2 separate regions of the Mus musculus genome follow, and region 2 is linked to region 1. Evidence: chromatin contacts called from public HiChIP or PLAC-seq data. All regions are on one chromosome and are shown on one strand. Each heading gives the region's core, a stretch centred on a gene start, on an enhancer-like site or on the middle of the called end of the contact. The rest is flanking DNA. Distances are from core to core; before and after follow the strand shown.

What was found. HiChIP or PLAC-seq counts read pairs in DNA pulled down with a chosen protein or histone mark.
Region 2: an H3K4me3 HiChIP or PLAC-seq map of the 230-238 cell line shows a contact between it and region 1, with 4 times the contacts expected there. The contact joins two enhancer-like sites. A contact is called at or near these places in 1 of 15 datasets of contacts at CTCF or cohesin (pro-B cells), 1 of 484 Hi-C or Micro-C datasets (the 63-12 cell line) and 2 of 115 datasets of contacts at active chromatin or transcription factors (the 230-238 cell line and large pre-B cells).

The regions. Positions count from the first base shown.
Region 1 is chr14:94,546,109-94,549,186 of GRCm38.p6, reverse strand. No RefSeq gene overlaps it. Among named protein-coding and RNA genes, the nearest start is that of Gm23324, 99 kb to the right of the region's middle. Within about 2 kb of position 1,601, at least 6 of the 459 cell types and tissues checked have an H3K27ac peak or open chromatin away from gene starts, as enhancers often do. A contact at or near this core is called in the 230-238 cell line and the 63-12 cell line, where this site is marked.
Region 2 is chr14:94,761,300-94,764,377 of GRCm38.p6, reverse strand. No RefSeq gene overlaps it. Among named protein-coding and RNA genes, the nearest start is that of Gm33450, 27 kb to the right of the region's middle. Within about 2 kb of position 1,442, at least 3 of the 459 cell types and tissues checked have an H3K27ac peak or open chromatin away from gene starts, as enhancers often do. A contact at or near this core is called in the 230-238 cell line and the 63-12 cell line, where this site is marked.

The DNA of each region.
Region 1 (3,078 bases), core at 352-2,851:
AAGGATTGAGGGATCCAAAGAGGACAGGGGACTCCACAGAAGACCAAAAGACTCAACTAATCTGGAACCTTGGGAGCTCACAAAGGCTGAACTACCAACCGAAGATCTAGCATGGGTTGGACCTAGGACCCCTGGCCATATGTAGCAGATGAATACTTGGTCTTCATGCGGGTCCACCCACAGCTGGAGTGAAGACTGTTCCAGAATCTGCTGCCTGCCTGCCTGCCTGCCTGCCTGCCTGCCTGCCTGCCTGCCTGCCTGCCTGCCTGCCTGCCTGTGTGTCCTGCTTCCTTAAATAGACAGCCTTATCTGGCCTTAGTGGGAGGGGATTGTACCTAGTAACTTGATGAAGTAGGGTTTGGAGGGCTAGTTGGAAAAAGATGAAAGGACACCTAGAAGGATGCTTCTCTTCTCAAAGGAAAGGGGGAGGTTGGAATGGGCAGAGGGAAAGATCAAAGTTTGATATAACACTTTAAAAACTACAATAAACATATTCATGCAGAGAATACCAATATTTTAAATTAAGTAACATATTATTTCTAATCACTCCCTTTATCCAAGAATATTGTATATTTCCATAAAACTGGATACTCAAATTTTACCTTGTACTCCAGACTTCTTTTTTTTTAGCCAACAATCCTGTAAAATACTGAGGATATAATAGTGATGTCTGAGTACACAGGTCCATGAGAGTAAATGTTCTCATCTGAAATGATTTTCAATAGGATTACTGGAAGACATGAAGCACTTGCAAATTGGTAATAAATAAACAGTCACTACCTGACATGTAATTGTAGTTTTATGTCTTATTTATATTCACTGTTAAATGTAAACATCTGTACCATATATGAATGAATACATATATGCAAGCATAAAATTTATTATGAAGAAAAACATGACAATCAAACAGCAAAGCTGTATGTATACACCCTACTGAAATTCAACAGACTTGAGACAGTCTCTCATAACATGAGAAGTTCAGGGAATATTAAATAGATAAGAGAGCACACAAAGAATATTCAGCCACAAAGAATTCTCTCAAGAAATTGTTATTTCTGAAAAGAAATGGATTAGCTATTTAATATTTTAATTAACATTTCAGCACATTGTCAAGTAATATTTGTGGTCTACATGTTATCTCCATTTCTTCTTATTTATGCATGCACAAGTGTATTCTTTACAGAAGGATATATATTGGTGAGTATAAGATCAAAGTATATATACAAATACAATAGTGATATTCATTACTTTGTATGTTAGCATTAAAAATGAATATTCATCTATAACACCTAGTCAAATAGTGACTAACTTTGAAATATAGCATAGATACAGCATGCAGTAACAAATATGCATACAAATATAGGTATGCTATGCACACAAACATCTGTGCTGTTTCATCTAAGCTAGTAAAGTTTAGAAAATAAAGCTCAAGTAAATTTTTATTATTATTTTAATGGAAATACATTTAGGTACAAACAGTTAGGATTTCTTATTAATGATGATAGACATCTTACTGAAATAGCAAGGCAAGTGAGAGGATGTGAAGAGAGATGGTGATGATGCTTGGGACCCAAGAGACCAAGTTTCACTTCTATGAAAGCCTGTTTTCAACAGGATATAGTCAGCATCTCAGAGCTGCTGAACCACAGAAGGAAGAAGTTCACATATATTTTACTAAAACAATTTCAACCTTGGCTCCAATAATTTTTAAATATAAGAATGGCTTATTATTGTACATTATTGAAATTATAATATAAAGAAATAAGAATAGAATAAAAATTAGATTAAAAGTTTAAGTTCCTAAACTTTGTTTGTTTGCTTTTTAAGCCATGATAATGTCTTTTTTTTCTGATGTTAACTGTCAGTGCCCTAAAGGTATGACAAAATTACTAAAATTGTACATTGCTGGACACTAGGATTGCAATTTATATCTTGCACATAACTGGTAAATATACATAGCTGATGATAGAAAAATATTTAACATGTTCCATGTCACCATACAAAAAGTGAAAACTAGATCTTCCAAAATGACCTTAACTACCACAATTAAAATGTCCTTGTAAGTCTAACTGTTGGTTTATTTTATCTGATAAAATGACATGTTGACAACAGGAAAGAATAAATGTCAGGAGCAACAGTTTTAACTACTAATATTTATTTAATTGAACAAATCCTCAGCTCTGTCTCATACACATATACTACACCAACAGACATACACACATATATACATATGTGTGTGTGCATGTGTGTGCATGTCTCTCTCCCTTCTTCCCTTCCTCCCATCATCCCCCTCCCTCCCTCCTTCATTCTCTCCCTCACTCTCTCCTCTCTCTCTCTCTCTCTCTCTCTCCCACAAAGCAAAAACAAAATAAACATAAAATTAACAACAAATAGGCCCACAAATGACACAAACAAAGAAACAAAATGAGAAAAAAAAGAAAACCAATAATTCAATATTAACAAAACAAAATGCACACAGAAATAATATGGAGTAAATTTTGTGTTGTCCAACTACTCTTGGTCATGAAGCCTGGCCTGGAGTGTGCTTCATATACCCAGCAACACCTCTTTGGAGAAAAACTGATATTCCCTTTCCCAGCAGGTGTCATGTACAAAGAAAGTTCTTGATTACTTGTGGGATTTTGGTCCCTTTCTCAGTGTTTGGACTTTGTCCTGTTTGAGCGTATACATGTCTTCTGTGTGATATTCTGGCCTCTGAGTTTATATGTGGACCAACATTGTTGTGTCTCAATGATGTCTTTTCCATGGTATTGTCTACAAATTGGGGTTTTATATATTCTTTCTACCTCATCTAACTCAGAAGGCTCTGAGCCTTGGCAGGAAAAGTTTGATGGTTGAGTTCAACAAAGTCCTTCAAACTCTAGACATTAATCAGTTGTGGTTCTCTTCCCATCTCTAGAAAGACAATCTTTTTCTGGTGAGGTTTGAGTGATAGTGTATTATACAGGTATATCAATATTTCATTAGGAGTCATTTTATTTCTATGTTTCTTTGGCCTAGTAAGAGCAGTGCATTTTCTCCTAGCCTCATGATCGTTCTTGATTCAATTTCCTGGGC
Region 2 (3,078 bases), core at 193-2,692, 220 kb before region 1:
TGCGGAAATTGTGCAGAAATCAACTAAAAGTACCAATAGTAAGAACTAAATAAAATAATCATAAAAATGATATATAATATATAGAAAGATTAAAATTAAGTCTGAATGAAGTTATTTAATTTGAGATAATTTTGATGTTTACACACAAGAAAATAAATGGAAATTCAATGAAGGCACCAGAAGATTTGGTGTGATTTGTGACTCAAGTTGAAGATAGTCTTTCACCCAGACTAAACAAATTGATTGATGAACTTAAGTAGGTGAAATATTTTAGAATGGACAAATCAGAAGCCTGATGTATTTTTCCCTTGGATTTATACTCAGACATAGCCAAGTTTTCTGGATGGTACATTATTATTAACAACTCAAAATAGCCTATGTGTTTACTGGCATATTTTGTTTTGTATTGATATTGTTGAATTTTCAACTTAAGATCTCTGATGCATTAACTGAAATTGACCTCTCTAGGTTTGAGATATCATGAACTGAACTTTCTCTCCCATCTAATACTTTGCATTGGATTTAGATACAAATGATTTGTTGCTTTCTTTTTCTAGGCATTAGTCCTAAGCTCTATCAAACATTCTTGTTAATACCATACTTAACCTCCTAATTATTTAATTATTGACTTCCCAGATGGTTTTCTGTTTTCTGTTGACATGATGTGCTGTTTTGCAAGCTTTTCTCAATGAAGCTTTTTCTTTGCATTTTTACTGTTAATGTGGCCATCTTACTTACTTCTCAGGCACTATGCATGTGCTCTAAAATTAGTATACAAATATGTGTAATGGAAATAAAACCCTCAGAATTAATCTCCATTGACCCATTCTTACTAAAGGAACAGAGAAATAAATACACAGACTGTTTTATTAATCTAAATGACTGGCTTATCATTCTAAAACTTCCAGTCACTAAAACCATGTGTCTATAATGTTCTTCTTCTCTTTTCTCTTTTCTTTTTTCCTTTTCTTTTTTGAATTTTTTAATAAACATGCTGTGCTACACAATTCTGTTACATCACCACCACAGCAGAAAAAATGGACTAATATTAAGTTGGGGAAAATGGAGGTAAGGAGCTTGTGTTTCATCAACTAAAATCCTGTCTCTTAGATAATTTTCTGTAAAAGTCGTACATTTATTAAATGCTCATTTCTAGAAATCTCTACTCCTGATCTGGGACTACATTTCCAAGAGAAGAAATAATCATGTCAAATTCTGTGTACTGACTTTTCCTGGTAAGTCAGTTACTGGTAAAATTAAAGGTTTTGTTGAGAGTCAAACAGCATGATTCACAAACATATTAGCACACTTTAAGATTTCCTAGAAGTAAAGTTAAAAAAAAAGGAAAGAAAGAAAAACAGACACTACTAAGATCTTTCTAAGAATGGACTGAATTCATTCTTTCACATTTGCATATATTTATAAGATATTCTGACTTCCCCAAACGCCACCTTTGTTTCTTTACCTCCTGTCCTTGTCACCACAATTTCCTCCACAAATTTATTTCCCATAATTATATCTTTGTTCATTTGCTCACTTGGTCTTTGAGACCCACTGCTTTAAATAATGCAAGCTGTGAAATTATAGGTTTAGAACTATGGACTGTAGCATGTTCAACTCCGCAGTAGAGAAATGGACGCATATAATGAAATTTCCTCTTAATGAATTGGTCCATTTCCAGTAGTTGAAGAGTAGGAAGACTTTACTGAGGCCCTTGCCAATTCATGCTCAGAGTTTCTGTGTTGTAGAGGTTCATAATAGACAGCCACAGCTGCTGTGAATTCATGACTATGAATGTATAGACTAGGACATGCCCAAAAGGTCACCCTTCATAGCCCATTTTCCAATATTCTGACTCTTGTATTTTTTCTTCCCTGTCTTTTTAAGTCTCAGTTGTGACATTATGAATATCCTATTTAGGTCTAAGCACTCCACTCTCAATTGTGCTCAGCATGTTTGAAGCCATGTGTCTGTATTCACTACTACTTATTGCAAAGAGAAGTTTCTTTGCTGTTGTTTTATTAATTAATTTTTTATTTATTTATATTCCAAATGTTGTCTCCCCCTTCCTGCCCTCTCTAGCAGAGTTCTTACCATTAGACTGGATATTTCCCTACCTTCGGGCATCATGTTTCTGCAAGATTAGGTGTATCCTCTCCCAATGAGGCTAGACAAGGTTGTCCTCTGGTACATAAGGGCCCAGGACCTTGGATGACCCTGTGTATGTTCTTTGGTTGGTAGCTCAGTTTATGGGAGTTCCTAGATTTCCTGATTAATTGACACTATTGTTCTTCCCCTTCAGTTCCTTCAATCCTTTCCCTAGCTCTTCTATAGGGATCCCCAAGTGGAGTGGGGTTGGGGAAACCTCTAGAAAGTCCCAGAGACCTGGGGGTGTGAGAAGCTCCCAGCACTCAATGAGATATTAGTTGAAATGCCCAACAGTGAGAAAATGGAATCTGAAGATACCACCTCCAATTTTCAGACAGGACCTCCATGGGAAGCATAGGGCCACCCGTGTATCTCCAATTTTTTTTCCCAGAATTATTCCTTTCTAATGGAAGTACAGGGACAAAAATGGATCAGAGACTGAAGCAGTGGCTGAGCAGTGAGAGGTCCAAATTGGGATTCATCCCATGGATAGGCACCAATACTTGACACTACTAGTGATACCATGTTATGATTGAAGACAAGAGTCTCACATGCCTGTTCTCTGAGAGGCTCTACCAGCAGCTGACTAATACAGATAGAGATACTCACAGTCAAGCACTGGACAGAGGTTGGGGAAGAGTTTCTTTACAAAAATTCTATCAGTAACATTTGAATACAAACATAAATGGTTAAAAAGCAGATAGGAGCAATAACTACTTTGCTCTCAATGGCAGTAGTACTTTTACCCCTAGGGCCTAAGAAGTTTTCAGATTTGGATGTGTTAACTCTATTCCACATCCCATACCTCCTCTCCATCCTCCTGTCTCCACGAAGATGTCCCTACTTAGGAGCCCCACCCCAACAGACCTTTAAACTTCCTGTAGCCTCCAGGCTCTTGAGGGTCAGGTGCATCATCGCTGAGTAAACCCA